2 separate regions of the Mus musculus genome follow, and region 1 is linked to region 2. A link is a contact called in public HiChIP or PLAC-seq data. All regions are on one chromosome and are shown on one strand. The core of a region is the stretch at or near the end of the contact, and the rest is flanking DNA. Distances in the headings are between cores, read along the strand shown.

Region 1 (5,173 bases), core at 37-2,536, 470 kb after region 2:
CCATGAGAGCTTGGCGCCCTCTAACTCAGCCAGGGAGTGTACTCTAGCCAGGCTTCCAGGACCTGTTGAGGAAAAGCTCACCCTCCCTTCCCCTGCACTTTGGAAGATGCCTGGAAGTGCTGGACCCAGGCTTGGGAGCTACAGGGAATACAGTGTCAGGATGAGCCAACCTCTGGGGAAAGCATGAGACTGACTACTTGAGAAGGAAAAAGCCACCAGACCAACAGGCTGTTCCCTGGGCCTAGGTCTACTTCTCTGCATCTCTGCAGACCTTCAGTCCTGCTAGGCCCATTTTTCTGTTCTCCCCATGTCTGTCTGTCTGTCTGCCTGTCTGTCTGTCTCTCTCTCTCTCTCTCTCTCTGTCCCCATCCCCATTTTCCTGTGTTCTTTGTTTCATGTGTTCTTTCTCTCCAATATCCTATCATTTCCTACATGTTAAGTCTCCCTGACTTTCTTGAGTTATGTATCTTAGTCTGGGTGTGTCTGTAAACAGCCTCATCTCACTCTTTATTCCCCCTCCCTACCCCCATCTCTAGGTTTCTCCTTTTCTTACCCTTCTGCAAGCCTCAGTAGGTGCCCCCCCCCATCTCTATATCTGTCTTTGTCTGTCTAGGGTGTCTGTCTTTCCCTGTGATTGCCACTTCCAGTTTCAGTGTTATAAGCTTTGCCTCCCTCAGTTTGCCATGACCACCACCAAACCACATGGGTCCCTCTGTGGGCTCCCCATCTCCCACTTTCCACCTCCTCCACCTCAGACCATTTAGCATTTCATTCAGAGTGTGGCTTCTTATCCTGTCAGATGAGAAAACAAACTGTCCCTACTCAGGATGCTGAGGGCTTGCTGACACCAGTCAGCACTCAGCAGAGATGAAAGGATGGAAATGCTGCCTTCGAGTTACCCGAGGCTCCACAGCCTTTACATGGAGAGAATAAACAGACATTTCACAAACAGAAAAGCTTGTACTGTGTGTGGGTTGAGTGGCCCTTCCCACCACTCCCCTCAAGTGGAGTGGAAGTTGAAGCTAAGCCCCATGTCTGGGGCCAGGGAAGCCAGTGCACCAGAGATGGATGTTCAGTTTAGTTCCAGCCCTGAGTCATAGAGGGACCAGCACTCAGCACCTAGGGCTATCTGAAGCAGCTACTTCTAGGGAGCAAAGTCGCCTCCTGATGAGGCCTCCCTCACTCTTCAGGGAACCCCTGGGTGACAGGATCCCAGGTTTTGCCCTTCCCTGACTCCCTGCCCTATTCTTTCCCCATCTGTATGTGAGTCTCTTCTCCCTGCAGATCCACCGCTTGTCAACTTGTCCGTGGAACCACAGCCGGTATTGGAGGACAACATCGTCACGTTCCACTGCTCTGCAAAGGCCAACCCAGCTGTCACCCAGTACAGGTGAGCATCACTGCTGTGAAGACAGCCTGGTCTAAGGCTCCTCCACCCCAGTGCCTGTCATGTGGAATGTCACACATGGCCACAGTGTTGCTTCACAGCAGGTGCCCAAACAGCCTTCCCTCTCCCCTACATGCCAGACCCACCTACTGGCCAAGCAGACACTCTCTTCCGTTCAAGCTCAAATGCACCCCACCCCACCCCCGCCGCCAAGGAATCAGGGGTGCCTCTCCTCTTTCAATGGCTTGTTTATTTCATATTTCTAAAATGACAGAACAAGGCTGAGACACATGTTGAAATCGCTAGCAGAATGGATAAGTCAGTGTACTTAGCACTGCATAGTTGGCCAGAGCCCAAAGGGCACCTGGAATCCTGCAGAGCCACCCCTCACCCTGTATCCTCATCCACAGAACTGATAAAGGCATCACTGTTTTTCACATGCCTGTCTCCGCCTTCTGACCGAGTTTCTCAGAGGCAAGAACTGCAATTTAGTCACTTATGGCTCTCAGCATGCGGCGTATCGCATGGCATAAACTAGGCATTCCTTACATGCATCTGACTGATCAAATAAACCTTCAGAGCAGCTCCTCTGGGCACTGCCTGTGCTTATCATCACATGGCATTCCAGAAACTAAGTGATCTCAAAGGTTGATGTTTTGTAGAGCTTCCCATGACTCTAACATCCCACCAACCCAGGCTTGATGGCAGAGCCCAGGACATCACTTCCACGATGGATACGAGCTATTAAGCTGCAGCTTCTGCAAGTGGCAAGAATGCTAATGGTCCCGGCCAAGGAAGGCAATGACTAGGGATATGGAGGAGAGGGATATAAGACATGAGATATGAGGCTGAGCGGTCCCAGCAGGTGGGAGAAAGGGCAATGGGCCACAGAGAAAGCCATGGTAGACTCAGGGTGGACATAGTGAACTGCTCTGGCGCCCTGCAGCGTGGATAATAGAGCAGCATTGGAGCCAGAAATTGGGAAGTCCTACAGTCTCTCTATCCATCCCTTCTGAGTTAACCCTCGCCCCACTGGAAGCAAGAAGATCAGATGGCCTCTGATATCATCCACCAGAAAGACAGGGAGCTTCCTACTCCCAGGAATCCTATTGTCCAATCAGATCCTGAGGCTGGTTTGGCCTGGATCTGGAACTATCCAGAAGTGACAGAAGATGCAGAAGGAACTAAAAAGGTGCTTTTCTCTGGGCTTCTAACTGTCCCTGACATCCCCGTGTTTCTCTCCTGTCTGTGCCCAGCTCTCAGCTCACAGTCCCTAGACAGGGGTACTCTTCCCAGGAGATACTTCAAATGCCAGCTCCTTTCTCATCCATAAGCATCCCCCACCAGACAGGCAGACAGCCTGTCCATTGACCATCACCACAGTCCCCCAAAATGCCTAAGGAACCTAAGAGACTGAGACACTCAACTCCCCATTTCCCTGTCACTGCCAGACTCTCTGTCTAGGGGCTCAGTGAGCTGTTGAGCAGAAAGCATGGCAGCATGCCCCAGATAGTCAGCAGGCTTCACCCAAAAAGGCCTGAGCCCTCCACCTGCCTTCTGACCTCAGCAGGGTACCTAGCTGCTGAGTCTGACTGAAAGACCCAGAACAGCAAGAAGAAGGATAGAGTATGGGCACACACAGGGACGTCATTTTGAAACGTGCACCATCAAACATGAACTACTAGCAAATCTAGGTGAAGAAAAGATGGCAGCTAGTTGAAATTCAACCTTCTTCTTTCTCCTTGAGATTTTTACCTCTTCAAGCTAACAATGTAATAAATGAACACAGAGAGAACATGCAATTCCCCTAGACTACTGGGTTCTGTAGGACTCCCTCCCTTCCTCTCCTACGCTGAAGCATTCTGCATCCTCCATGAGTTCCTGGTAAAAAAGGAGAGACAAGAGTGATTGGGATCCCTGCAGATGGTCACTATTCTTATTTACTGCCAATCCTTAGAGCCTTTTGATTAGCTGAAGTGTCTATGGTTGTGGAAGGACCAGCTTGGACTTGCTTTAGGTCCCAAAAGGACTTGGGAGCTCTTTTGGCCCTGAGGAAGAGGTGGGGAAACTGGGCTGAGCTCTAAAGGCAAGGAAAGATTTGAGCTCCTGTTCAGCCCCTTCTCCCCAAAGAGGTCTTGCCAGCAACATCCCAGATTCATTTTCCACATAGTGCTGAGACCCAGGAGAAAAATGCCTTAAACAAATCTTTATCGTAACTACATTGGTTTTTCCCAAATGACGTTGACAAGATTACAGGGATCTTTGTTTCTTCCATTCGTTTATCTTGATCACTTCCTCCTGGGTTCATCTAAGAGGCTGTAATCTCTGAAATTAGACATGTATCCTCTCTCAACCCTACCCTGGGATAGGAAGCTACCACTCCACTGCCTGAAGGAACCCAGGGACCAGGCTCAAACACAACAAGAAATGCTCTGGGCTTTATTCTCTGAGGTCTTTGACAGATAAGGGATTAAAAAGAACACAACTGCCCAGATGAAGCATGCAGGGGCTGTTTGACACACCAACCTGCAGCTGTGACATGTTTGGTCTCTTGATTCTGTGATATAAATAATTAATCCTCTTACATTTGTTCAGACCAAATTAGACATTGATTGGAAAGGCTTAAGCAGTCCAAGCAGGATCTGGGAGAGATGGTGATGATGAGGTGGCAGACTGGGCAGAGGCGGTGAGCTACAAACTGGGAGGAAAGAGATGGGATAAGCAGGAAGCTGCTCTTTGGATCCCAGATCCTATGGCCCAAGACTGGAATGAGATATTCTTATCTCATGTGCTTCTTGACGGGCCTTCAGAGATCTGTTTAATGTGTGAAGGAAGTAAGGGAGAAGAAAGACTGGATAGTCAAGATATGAGCAGAAAGCACTAAGGGAGTTGGGGGATGGGAGTTGCCTTCCCGAAAGGCCTAGGTTCAACCCTCCAAAATCTAATCCTATAGGCAACTCCCACCTCCTTCCATGACCCTGAAACAGGAAGGACAGAGCATCCTTCCTGCCTTCCCTCCTTTGGAATCTCATGGTGAACTGGCTCAGATCTCTTCTGAGGCAGAAACGTCCCATGGCAAGCTGTATCCTAATTCTTCCTCTTTGGGTAAAAAGAAAAGCCAACCTGGCCTAGAAAGCACAACCACAAATCCAGGAGTTCTGGGTTATAGACCTGCTGGGCCCCCTGATGTTCTGACAATCTGATCTTGGTGAGCATGGCCCTCTCTAAGCTCCCCAGTGAGTGTCCCAGGAAGAAAGGGAAGAAGCTCCCATCTTCTCCAGGATCCCCCCAAAGAAAAACAGCCTGCCTATCTGAACCAGCACCCTTGGGCACAGGCACAGGTCAAGCCCAAGCTACATGCTCTAAACATCAAGTGCAGAGAAGGCTTACCTGCGCTTCTCCCCACCCACCTCTCAGCTATCAGCCCCTCATGAGCCTCAATGCAGTATCTCACCACTTATAAGCCCTCCCTTCAACAGGGCTGAAGGAGGAGAGGCTGGACACCGATCTCCAGCTGTGTGTCTGGAACAGAATTAATCCACCTCAGGCAGGGGCCATGCCTGACTATTAAGTCTGGTCATTAAATTAAAGTTAGGAATTGAAACGACTCATGAATAACTCATAATGGTTTGTTGGGAAGCTCCTTAAGCTCTCGGGGAGCTACGGCTTGCTCTGTTGTTAAACTATAATTGTTATTATTAATCGTGTTCTTAGTAGTTACTCGATATTAATTCAAGATAATAACCACATGGAGCCAGTCTAGGTGTTCCTTGAGATGCAGAGAAG
Region 2 (5,022 bases), core at 460-2,959:
GACAGAATGCCTGACCCTAGAAGGCAGTTAGCCATTCTGTAAGGAGGGGGATACAAGCACAAGTTTCACACTGGGGCCTCACCCTAGTGTTCTCACCTGGCAACTCCTGTTCTACTACTGTCTTGTCTCATTCCTGAAGAGACCTACTTCCAACTTCCAGCAGCATCTGGCTCCACAGCTTCTGAGAGGCTCGTCAATCACACCACTCAGTAAGACATCGTGTTGTGGCTACTGTGTGTCCTTCAGTGAGCCAGATGCTACAGGCAATAAACTGGAAAATGTAAAGCATGCTTTCGGCCCCTCTGCAGCTTATGTTCTCATTAGAGGGAATTCAGAAATATGAAAATCCATGACTGAACACCCAGCACATCCCTCTATATGCCCATCTTTGTTTTCAGTATCCACTCTCTTTTGTTTTGACTGAAAGCAAAGGGTATGCATGATTCCTCTCCTCCATGATGATCCTTGCCATGGCGTTTCATATCTGTGGTAGGTAGTCAGCTAGCTGCTCCCAGAGAGATGCTAACATTTGGATCTTGAATGTCCCTCAAATAGCCACGTGTTAAAGGGTCAGTCTCCAAGGTAGTTCTATTGGCATGTGATAGAATCTTTGAACAGGAGGTCTTAGGAAAGGGTCATTGGAAGCAGACCTTTGACAGGGGTTATGTACCTCAGAGCTCCTTCCCCAGTCACTGTTTGTATTTCTGGAGGATGTGGTAGGCAGTTTTGCTCTGCCATTCGTCCCTGCTATACTACCCAGCACCCTCCTCAGAGGCTTAAAGGCAATGCATCCACCCAACCAGAGAATGGAACTTCTAAAGCATGAACCAATATAAACCTTTCCTCTTCATGAGTTGCTTATTATGGATATTTTGTTACAATGCTAGAAAACTGACTAATACAGGACTAAGAGAACTTTACCAATTTAATTTGATTCAAAATTTGTGAATATTTCTCAGTGTTACCAACACGAAGAAACTTTATTTCTGAACTAAGTATGCATCTTTGAATTTTCCTCTACTTGAGAAAAGTCTCCGGCCTCCTGGACCATGAATCTTTTCTCTAGCAGGTCTAATATTGGCAATTTTCCCTCCTTTGGACGGTGTATCTTTGTTCCTAGGGAGGCCTGACTTTCATTCTCTTTTGTCACCTTTTAGGTAAAGAAGTCTGAGTTTTGAATACAAATGAGATTTGATAGAACATACTAGCATGCTAGAATTTCTAAGATAAGAATGCAGACAAGACTCATGGTTTCCCATCCAATCTTCATTCTGTGAGTTGAGATGGGGAAGAGAGAGGGAGAGAAAGAGATGTAGTTCCCCAACCAACCAACCTTCTGTGAGGTAAGATGTTAAGGAAGAAGAAAAAGGGAGGGGGGAGGAAAGAATGGAGGGAATAAGAGAGAAGGGAGGGGAGGAGGGAGGGAAGAAAGGGAAGAAAGAGGGACTGAGGGGGGAAGACAGAGAGAGAGAGAGTGTGTGGCATAGTGGCACGGAGCAAGACTGGTTGGCCAAAGTGTCCCCAGCTGTGCCTCACAGAAGGCTGTATCTTCTATGTGTAGGAGGAACATGAAAATGTCTTAAAATATGCCAAGCGTGAGTGAGTAAGGGCCTGAAAGCAGAAACAAGAATGAGTGGTGAGAAGATCATAGTGGGGAAGCAAGGCTTGCCTGAGCTGGACCATTTATGAGTCATGAAATTGGGTGACTAAACTCAGATTCCAAAAGGCCTTGGCCACCAAACAATGTAAACAATGGAGATCAGAGCAGTGTGGTCCTTATGGACATCAGACACCCTTTGATGTTTTAAAGCTGAGACATAATTCAATGCTCAGGTTGAGAGTTGTGGCCAGATGCCTTACATTTCTCTTGGGCCCGTTGCCTGATCTATCTTGGACTCCAAACACACTGGCATGCAGATTTTCTTGGATTCTTTATTTTGCTTTGAATGTACACAGTGGAGAACTCGATGTGAGCTTGGCTGGTTGCTCTAAAGGAAAGGGCTGTGTTGTGTATGCATCTGTTGATGCAACTGGTACCCAGACCATCTGTGGGTGGTTCCTGCCATTCTTAGCAACCTTCCTCTCTTGGAGAATGAAGGGTGCTACGTTGAGTCACTTGGTGGCCACCGAATTTTATTTTTGGAATGTGTCCTAGATATAGCAGGCGTCCCACTCACCATGCAGAAGAAAATGCCCTTTGAGAAGAGGATCCCTATTTGCCTGACAACAGCACTCTGGTACAGCAATCTCTCTCTTTTGTCAGAGGTTGAATGGAGAGATGCTCAGCCTTTGATATCTGCTAGCTGGAGCCCAGGGAGAACCTAAGCACCATGGGGTGCTCCCAGCCTGACTTGCACTTATCTGTCACTCCATGAGAAGCACATCACCATTTCAGTGTTCCAGAAGAATCAGAATATCAACATTTAAGAGCTACAAGGAACATTATCCCCTTGACAGCAGTTCCAGTAAAGGGTCATTCTGCTGATTCTTTCTAGCTTCCTCTTCAGAAAACTCACCACCCCACAAAGAATTATAATTCATGGTGCCCAGATAACTCATCATGCTGGTGGAAACACTGAACTATGTATCTAGAGCTAACCAAAAATAACTATGGGGCCAACTGATCCATCTCTAGGAACTTGTTTAAAGGAATAAATGAATGAATGAGTATGGATGGATAAATTTAGGGTATTCATTTCTCTGTGTGTGCACTAGTAGAGGATCCTGTTTGGAAACCTGTTTGTGAATGCTAAATATCAATATAGAGAGCAAAGAATAGCTAACAATTTTAGCCCTTGCTGTGTGCCAGGCACATTCCTGAAAATCTTCCATGTATTATTTTCATTGATCCTTGACTCAGTCCTGGCTGCTTGGTGGAGCATGTACATGTGTGCTAGGTGCACTCAGGAGTGAGCACTTCGAGATTTTGATAAGCAGCTGGAGGTGCCTCCCTTCTGACACCTCTTCCAGGAAGGCTCCTGAATTCTTTTTTTCTTTTTTTCTCCCTCGGTGCTGTTAAACTAACATGTTGGCCCAGGCCAGTCACCTTTCAGAGCAGGTGGGAGTTTTGGGGACTTTGGGGAGAAGCACAAAGAAAGCCTGGAGGGAGGAAACTGAATCTCGCTGGTTTGTCATAAGTGTCTTTCTAGCAAATGCATTTTCCTGCGTAGTTGTTTCCCATGTCTTGGGAAACCTAAGTCCTTCAGAGCTATCTTCTTCTCTCAGTCCTAGAGTAGGGATAGCCCATTATTTAGAGTGCTGTATGGTGAGCCAGGATCGCTACAGCATTCTACTTTTTTTCTAACTTTCGGACTAGTGCTCAACTTTCCTGGACCCTCTCTGTGCCTGGGACAGGACTGAGAACTCTTCTCAGTTGCACTAATCTCCCTCCATAAAGGAGGATGGGTTCATACAGCAAGAGAGCTTTTACTTTGTTCTGATCTTGAAACTTGACCATTTTTTTTTACTATCAAGCCCAATTTCAATAATATAGAATTGGTTTCTTATTAAATCATAGGAAAAAGATATCAAGCGTGGTAGGTATTGTACTTTAAGTTGATTACAAAAAGCATTTATTGAGGTTTAACCACTAGGAAGTGGATAGAAAATCAATTACACGGTAGTTAAGCATCCAATAATATGTGTTTTAATGAACAATTCATACTTAACACCTCTTATGAAATAATGAGCTGTGTTGGAGTTTGGGGACAACCAAGCAACACTTGGGATATCTGGGCTGACTCTCAAGGGACCCTGGACCATGTTTGATCAAATAGCATCTCAGAGCTTTGGACCAATGATATATGAGGGCTGGTTCACTGTCTGTGCTAGCCTCACGCCTCAGCACTTACTACATAAATAGACATACAACTTCTTGGAGTTTCCCCATGGAGACTGAAAAAAAATGTGCAGAGGTCAGACTGGCCTGACGAGTGACCAGGGTAGGATTCCTAGGTTGAGTGGTACTGTGCTCTGAAACATCAGCATTCCAGGTTTCCTGGGTGCATAAAAACAGTGTAACTCTTCTCAGCCTGTAACAGCTGCTGAGACCCACCCTCCACTGATGGCCACAGTGTCTCCCACATGAAGTGTCAGAGTCAGATCCAGGACTCTCAGACTGGAAGCTGTGTGTGTGCCAGTTGTATGTACACATATAACTCAGCTCATTACAATCCAGGCTTCTCCTTTAAGACTACTCTGACAAAGCAGATGTGATTTTTAGATCAGAAGGAGCTGGAGAGTTTCAGAATTTGTCAAGACATTCACATTTCCAGCTATATTGAGAATTGGTCTGGAATTCTCTGACTCTACTTCCATTCCAGAGTCTATAGTAAGTGGTATTAGGCATAAAGGAGTCTGCTGGTTTTGTTGTCATTATTGTGTGTGTTTGAGGTACGTATGTATTCATGTAGGACATGTGTTTGTGTGTGCTCTTGTGCTTGTGAAAATCAGGTGTTCATTCAGTATCCTCCTCAAACATTCTCTATTTTATCTTTTGAGAAAGCTCTACTGATTGGCTAGACCTGCTGGCCAGAGATCTCTAGAGATCTGCTGTCTATCTCCAGCCCAGTCCCAGGACCAGCACTACAGATGTGTGCTGCCATGCCGGCCTTTTTACATGGGTGCTAGAGATCCATGTGCTTAAACTGCAAGCACTTTACTCCGTGAGCAATCTCCTAGCCCCTACTAGTTCACAGTTTGTTCCTCTCAAGAGTCCTTGAGTTTAACCAATTCACAGTTATTTGGCAGAGTTATAGGAGAGGTGAAGGAGAGCACAAAAGTGGAAGACAAGAAGAAAATAGCTGTGTTGAGATGACCATCAAACATGAGAACCAGCAAGCACAGGGAATACAAAATGCCCATTTCAAAGGGAAAGGGAGCCCCGTGGGGAAGGTTGGCCACAAGTGGGAGAAGCTGAGTGGGAGAGGGACTTGAGGCGTGAATGAGCTATTGATTTAGAAACACAGGCTTTGGCTGGCATGAAAACCATGGATCTTGAAACCAAGCTGTAGTGTGTCTGAG

What was found. HiChIP or PLAC-seq counts read pairs in DNA pulled down with a chosen protein or histone mark.
Region 1: an HNF4G HiChIP or PLAC-seq map of pancreatic cancer cells shows a contact between it and region 2, with 10 times the contacts expected there. The contact joins the promoter of Kirrel3os here to the enhancer-like site in region 2. A contact is called at or near these places in 3 of 115 datasets of contacts at active chromatin or transcription factors (embryonic basal ganglia, pancreatic cancer cells and stem cell-derived neural progenitor cells) and 1 of 9 other capture datasets (adipose tissue).

What each region holds. Positions count from the first base shown.
Region 1 is chr9:35,006,409-35,011,581 of GRCm38.p6, forward strand. It overlaps Kirrel3os (a long non-coding RNA gene), which reads right to left and starts at 1,287. Exons shown (of 16, transcript XR_003948304.1): 1 at 1-1,287. Kirrel3 (kirre like nephrin family adhesion molecule 3) reads left to right here. Exons shown (of 17, transcript NM_001190911.1): 7 at 1,285-1,390.
Region 2 is chr9:34,537,107-34,542,128 of GRCm38.p6, forward strand. All of the region lies in intron 1 of Kirrel3 (kirre like nephrin family adhesion molecule 3), which reads left to right. Among named protein-coding and RNA genes, the nearest start is that of Kirrel3, 51 kb to the left of the region's middle. Within about 2 kb of position 1,710, at least 25 of the 459 cell types and tissues checked have an H3K27ac peak or open chromatin away from gene starts, as enhancers often do. A contact at or near this core is called in pancreatic cancer cells, where this site is marked.